2 separate regions of the Mus musculus genome follow, and region 1 is linked to region 2. Evidence: chromatin contacts called from public Hi-C data. All regions are on one chromosome and are shown on one strand. Each heading gives the region's core, a stretch centred on a gene start, on an enhancer-like site or on the middle of the called end of the contact. The rest is flanking DNA. Distances are from core to core; before and after follow the strand shown.

Evidence for each region. Hi-C and Micro-C count contacts between places; a contact is called where the count stands out from the background.
Region 1: a Hi-C map of uterus shows a contact between it and region 2, with 2.8 times the contacts expected there. The contact joins two enhancer-like sites. A contact is called at or near these places in 4 of 484 Hi-C or Micro-C datasets (3T3-L1-derived adipocytes, the C2C12 cell line, nephron progenitors and 1 more).

Annotation. Positions count from the first base shown.
Region 1 is chr14:23,055,977-23,058,980 of GRCm38.p6, forward strand. The region is part of intron 2 of Gm10248 (predicted gene 10248); the gene reads right to left. Lrmda (leucine rich melanocyte differentiation associated) reads left to right here. Exons shown (of 7, transcript NM_028275.1): 7 at 1-112. The coding sequence ends at 58. Among named protein-coding and RNA genes, the nearest start is that of Gm10248, 37 kb to the right of the region's middle. Within about 2 kb of position 1,470, at least 5 of the 459 cell types and tissues checked have an H3K27ac peak or open chromatin away from gene starts, as enhancers often do. A contact at or near this core is called in uterus, where this site is marked.
Region 2 is chr14:22,626,236-22,629,338 of GRCm38.p6, forward strand. The region is part of intron 5 of Lrmda (leucine rich melanocyte differentiation associated); the gene reads left to right. Among named protein-coding and RNA genes, the nearest start is that of 4930405A10Rik, 85 kb to the left of the region's middle. Within about 2 kb of position 1,491, at least 10 of the 459 cell types and tissues checked have an H3K27ac peak or open chromatin away from gene starts, as enhancers often do. A contact at or near this core is called in uterus, where this site is marked.

The DNA of each region.
Region 1 (3,004 bases), core at 220-2,719, 430 kb after region 2:
TTTTTACTATGGAAGAAATTCAGAGGGTAACAGGTTTATCCGAGATGATCAGCTCTGAAGCTAAACTCTGCACGCCTTAGCCTGTTTCATGACAATAAAGTGGAAAAGCAAGAAAAATCACAGTCTGCCTTGTGTCTCTCTAAGCACGCAATAACTTCTGCTTTTCAGTACCTTGTGCCTACTTTGCCAGGCCTGTCACGATCATCCACCTCCCTTAGACTGAGTGGTCACAGAGAGATTGACATGATTGCCCTTAAGCAGGTCTCATCCACCAGGGTGACAGACAGCAGCGGCACAGCACTGGGGCTGACAGCCAGAACACCATGACAGATTGCCTGGTCTCTCCATTGCTCACAGGGGAACAGGGGTCACACCTGGGGCCTCCTCAGGCTTGCTCACTGGCTGTGGTATAGTGATAGAGGCTCTCCTGGGCTTGCCTTCTAAGTCAAGTCCACAGATATCACTGTGCCTTGGGCTTATTTTCAGTGGAGTAGCCAACAGTACAGAAGAAGGGCACATACTCTTTATTCTTTCAGTCTGCATAGTAGGCATTATATCAGGTAATCCATAAACATTGTCTTTTATCATTGGCAATGTGTTTCCATCCATAATCCTTCAAAGGACACAACTTCTCAGGCAAGTCATGTATTGATATGTAGCTTCATAGCACAATTCCTGAATTTCCCCAAATCCCTGACTACAAAAGCATTTTGTTGTTGTTGTTGTTGTTGTTGTTGTTGTTGTTGTTGTTGTTGTTGTTCAAAATCCACTTGTCCTGAAGAAGACCCAGGGTTAGGCATCTTTCCTGTCAAAGGTTTAGCAACACCAGAGATTCTCCTTTGGCTTTTACCATATAGGTTCAGCAATGCCTATGGCCATATTTACCCTAAAAGGACAGGCTGCCAAGTCCTTTGGATTCTATGTAAATGTAGTGAGATGAAAGATGGGGTGATGGGCCAGGAGATTAGAAAACAAATGGGAGATTGTAGAAACTATCTAGCAGACCAAACAGGTTTGATAAAACAAACACCTTTAAGGTTTTCTGTTTCTCTCAGAAGACCCATGGCTAATGAGACATGAATAGATCTTTCTTTATCTTTGGTCATTTGCTGGCACTGACAGGAAAGCAAGCACAACCATGTTAGCCAGAGGGCTGCCATTTTGTCTACAACTGTCCCAGTCAAGCCACTCTAGAAGGCATCTGAAAGTCTTCTTGCACTTGACATACTGTCAAGGTATGCTTCAATAGTATACTGTGTGTTCATTTCCCTGGGTGTCCTAGCTAAGATAGCAGATCCTCCAAGAATCCCTCCAAGTTATAGACAGCAAGAGAGTTGCTAATGGAGAGTCAGTTATTGGGTCCTCAGACTCTCTGAGCTGCTGGAGAAGGACCGTCTTTCTCAGATCTAGTCTGTTTACATAGCTTCTGCCATACTGAGTGAGCCGGGTCTTGGAATAACTCATATTCAGGCTGACAGGAGTCCTGCATGGAGATTTCACAACCTCCATTCATCAGATGTTGGGAGCAGCTAATGCTAAAGTCCCCGAGACCATTAATAACTAAAGATTATACAACCCACTCATAACCCCGGTTGAGTACCTTCTCCTGTTTGATCTATACAACAGCACTGAGAGCTAATGGTTTGCATTCACATCATCAGGTCCCACCTTGCCTCTTTGTTTAGAGGCATTAGAACCTTCGGTCCATTGCATATTATGAGAAGCAAGGCTCTGTGCAAGGGCAGTGAGACTAGTCTGATGTCACAGCCAATCTAACAGCACATATATCCCTGTCTTCATAAAAGGCTTTAACCCTGCCTCAAACAATAAAAAAGCACTTGTGAACTGACCACAGAATTTTTCCATCTTTATTTTTCTTACTTGTTTACTTTTCTTAATGTCAGAACCATTTGTATCACGGGGAGGAATGTCTCCCTCAATGTGAGCTTTGGAGGCAAAAAAGAAAAAAAATTGGAGTGAGTTATTGACCACACTCTTTCCCTCTCTTTGGGCTGTTTGTTTTCTTCCAGAATGGTGTAATAACTTCAATTAAGATTAGCTTTAATTATAACTTGCGTAAAGGCCATCCTGGCAGTATATTCATCTTCGTGGTGGAATTAAAGTGAGTTTTGCTTATCCTAAGTAGGGATGATAGTAATGAATTAACATTGGGTTGTGTACAATTCTGTTGTTTGTTGAGCAAGATCTGCCTTTCTAGAACTGGACTCTCATCTGAATTGGCAGGGGAGAAAGCCCTGAGCCTTGTTTATCTAAAATCTGTAGGAATTTCCCAAACCATGTTTGCAAAGTAGGAAATTACAAGGCAGTAAATTCATCTGAAACCCAGACATGCCTCATCCTCCCCTTTGCACCTGTTTGTCTTCCTTTTGCTGGGCTCCACACAGCTTGTTCTTTGGGGAGCATTCCCAGACAACCTGATTTCCCCTTCCCAGGACACTGGTCTGAGTGCAGAGAACTTGGAGATTCATGGAATGCTGGAGCTCCCTGTTGCTTCAGCAAAGTCCGGGAGATTACTTTTTTCCTAACTAACAAAATTTTATAGAACAATTTGTTCCTCGGGGAGTACTGCTTTAGATTGTGGGAAATCCTATTAAAAGTGCTATAGCAATCATTTGCTCTTACCTTTACCAGCCCTGCTCATAAACCCTCCATCTGTTTGTTGCTTTAAATAGAAGCACATTACAAAAGATGATCACTAAATCAGGCTGCATGTCTCCGTGTTGTAGGTTTTCACATACTCATGTGTACTAAGGAATAAAAGAAAGCAAACTACAGAGTAAATGAAAGTGTGGTGTGTGTGTGTGTGTGTGTGTGTGTTTCTTACAAAGCTATATCTTTACCACTTCAAAGGGAACCATTTTTCATGCTCTTTCTAAGAAATAGCTTTCTTAGTTAATATGTAGAATACAAACAATCTATGTGGCTCTTTCTGTCATAACCTCAACAAGACCCACAACGTGCTACTTCCAAGGGCAACCTATGT
Region 2 (3,103 bases), core at 241-2,740:
TACCATGCCAGGGTGATGTGGTGATGGTTGGCTCTCTAAGCTGTCTGGGGATGCCCGAAAAAGGATTATCCTTCAGGAATATTCCTTTGTTCTATGGGGAAAGCCTGGTTCCTAGTATTTATACCCCTTCCACCCAAGCTTTGACTATCTCTCCCAGCAATCCTGGCTCTCTTCTCTCCATCCTTTTCTTGGTAAGGAAGAGTTTGCCTGAAGACACTCTTTCTATGGACAAAAGGTACAGGCCACTGACTAACTCTGTCTCAAGAATGAAACAAAGTAACAAATAGACACAGAAACAGTGTGGATGATCAGATATAGGATTACAGGCTCTGAGGCAGTTCTCTGTCCTCTGCAATCACAGATATGCACATGCTCCTGTCAAGGAATACACCCGTCCGCGCATGCATACACACACACACACACACACACACACACACACACACACACACATACAGGTATGCACGCATGCACACATGCACACACTCACACACACACATGCATACATGCACACATGCATGCACACACAGAGGCCACACAAAGCAGTGTAAATATGTGTGTGTATGTGTGTGATGGGCTTGTCCTTAATATTTTTCAAACCATATTTTCTTACCAGGCCCTTTTCTAGTTCAGAGTCTCCTCTGCAGGAGGGGCCTGCCAGGAAGGTAAGGTTTAACTAGGCACCCCTCCAAACTTTTGAAAAAAAACGACTTGCTTTGGCTTTCCCATTGTAGCTTTCCATGCAGAGACTGCCTCAACTTTCCAGAAAACCTTTCATGGGCTTCTTGGGGGTGTCTCTATTGAGGGGACTAGCAAAAGCCAAAAGTTATTTGCAAGGCAGAGGGATTTCTCAGTCTGTCTTTACTACAAGTTCTGATGTCTTCCAGTTGATGAGTTCCAGTTTCTTTGTGCTTACTGTCAGGGCCTGCATTTAGAGGTGTTTAGCTTAGGCTATCATCACAGGCTACAAACAAGTGACTGAGATGGAAGTTAATCCTTCAACATTTTGAGCATTGGAGTACATTCTTGTGCCTTGTACCTTGTACCTATATGTTTGTGGGAGGGTAGCAGTGTGAACACAGCACGGTATGCTTCTAACCTCCAGGCGCCTGGATGGAAAAGCATCTCTGTGGAAGAACTTGTGCTTTCAGTCTTCTTAGGTCATGGATATAAATGGATGGCAGCTGCCAGCAGAGTGATTTAGGACTGACACTCCCAGCTAAAGGAAGCCTGGCACATTCTAGACCTACAGACCACTGGGTACAGGGCACCTTAGTATATTTAGCAAATGAGATTGCAAGGCACAGGGAAAAAGGCTGAGTGGGAGGGGAGAAAGAACATTCTCTGGCCAGAAACTTGCTGAACTTTGAGGCCAGGGACCGGAGGCTTTGCAGAGGTGGAGAGAGACGTTCCCTGGCTTGTCCTAGACAAATAAATCATGGCTGGGGAGCTCGACCAAAGGCCAATTATGTGGAGTGTTTTCTTGGAAAATCCTCTCCTAGACCACGTAAATCATCCCTAGCATCGGTGAACATTCAGATCTGCCTGGGGGCAGGGTGAGATGGCATGTCGGTGCACCCCTGTGTCAGGTGGAGGAATTACATATGGGTGATAGTTCAGGCAGGCTTGGGTACCAGATGTCTCTTCCAGGGAAACTATATAGAGCAAAGATATCTTCTCTCATGTTGGACTTGTAGGCCTGAGGCTGCTGATCAGAGTTTGCTACTTGCTTTGTGACCTTCAGATCATCTACCGAGGATATGGTATTATCTCTGAGGTTCCCAGGGGTGGTGATGTTTTATGTATTATCTTCTTGGGCTCTGGCGGAAAGAGGCTATTGCCTCTGGTATGCTCAATTGAAGACTGAGTGTCCAAAGGGCATCAAAAATTCCCAGACGTCCCAGAAAGTTCAGTCACACATAATCATTTCAGGATGGTGTTTTGGTTCTCATGAGCCCTCGTACCTGCATAGATAAATGGATACCCTGAGCCTACTGAGAAAACAAGTTATGAGGATCACCAGAAGGTTCTGGTTTGCTATGTGAAAGGCTTCATGTGGTAGATGACATCAGGACATGTCGCCTCACTTTGCAGGTCAGAAACAGAACCCATAGGCCCGAATACAGAGGTCTCAAAGGGAAGATGCGCCAGCAGTCCTTACGCTTCTATTACTCAATGATGCTAACTTTGATTCCCTCCATATTTGAAAGTCCAACAAAAACTCTTTGACCACAAGAACTGACACATAGTGGCTCCTAAGCCTGATAGAGACAGGAATGATCCATTGATGCTATACTGTAGCAGAGCTGTTTGACAGCAAAATCATGACAGAGAGGACAGGATGTCTTATTTTACCCATTTCTCCTTCATCTTCTCTCTCTGAAACAGAAAGGGGTAGCTATAGGTCCCCAAGCAAGGGACATTCTCTCCCTAGAGGAGCTTCCTATTCTTTGCAGAGCTTTGTCCCTTCAATCCAGGAGGGAGTCCATTAGAATTTGTCTGCTCTTTAGAAGAACTGTATCTTGAGATTTGAGGGTAGGAATTTAATAAGCAGTAAGTCCCCGAGGGAAAGTAATAAGAGTTAGAAGCCAAAACACAATATCTGAATGGAAATACAGGCAGGAGGAGACTCAGAACCTAAAAATAAGAGGGATGTCTGGTAGGCATCTACTTTAATTCATAATTCCTTTTTTTTGTAGATGGCCAGTCAGTCAGTATCTTGCAGATCTATTGTTGGTGACCTAAAGTAAACCTCTTCTGAATGTATTGATCATTTCAAAGTCAATAAAATAATTCTTCCATCATCTTAAAATATCCTCCTTCACCTGAGCACCAAGAGCCTCTTCTTTTTTCCTATGTTTTAGGACTCAATGCTCAGCTATTGCTTATTGGTGAGCCTGTTGACCCTGTCTCTGTCTGTTGAATACGGTGGGGGTCCATTCTTAATCTTTGGTTCTTTTTCTAGACAGCCCAGTTCTTCTCAATGAAAGCACAGAGTGCAATAATTCTACCACCCCTAGGATTGGCTCAAAATGTACCAAATGTTTAGTGTCTATTCCTTGGATATTATTATACAAGACAGAGGCAATAGGCAAAAGATATTTCC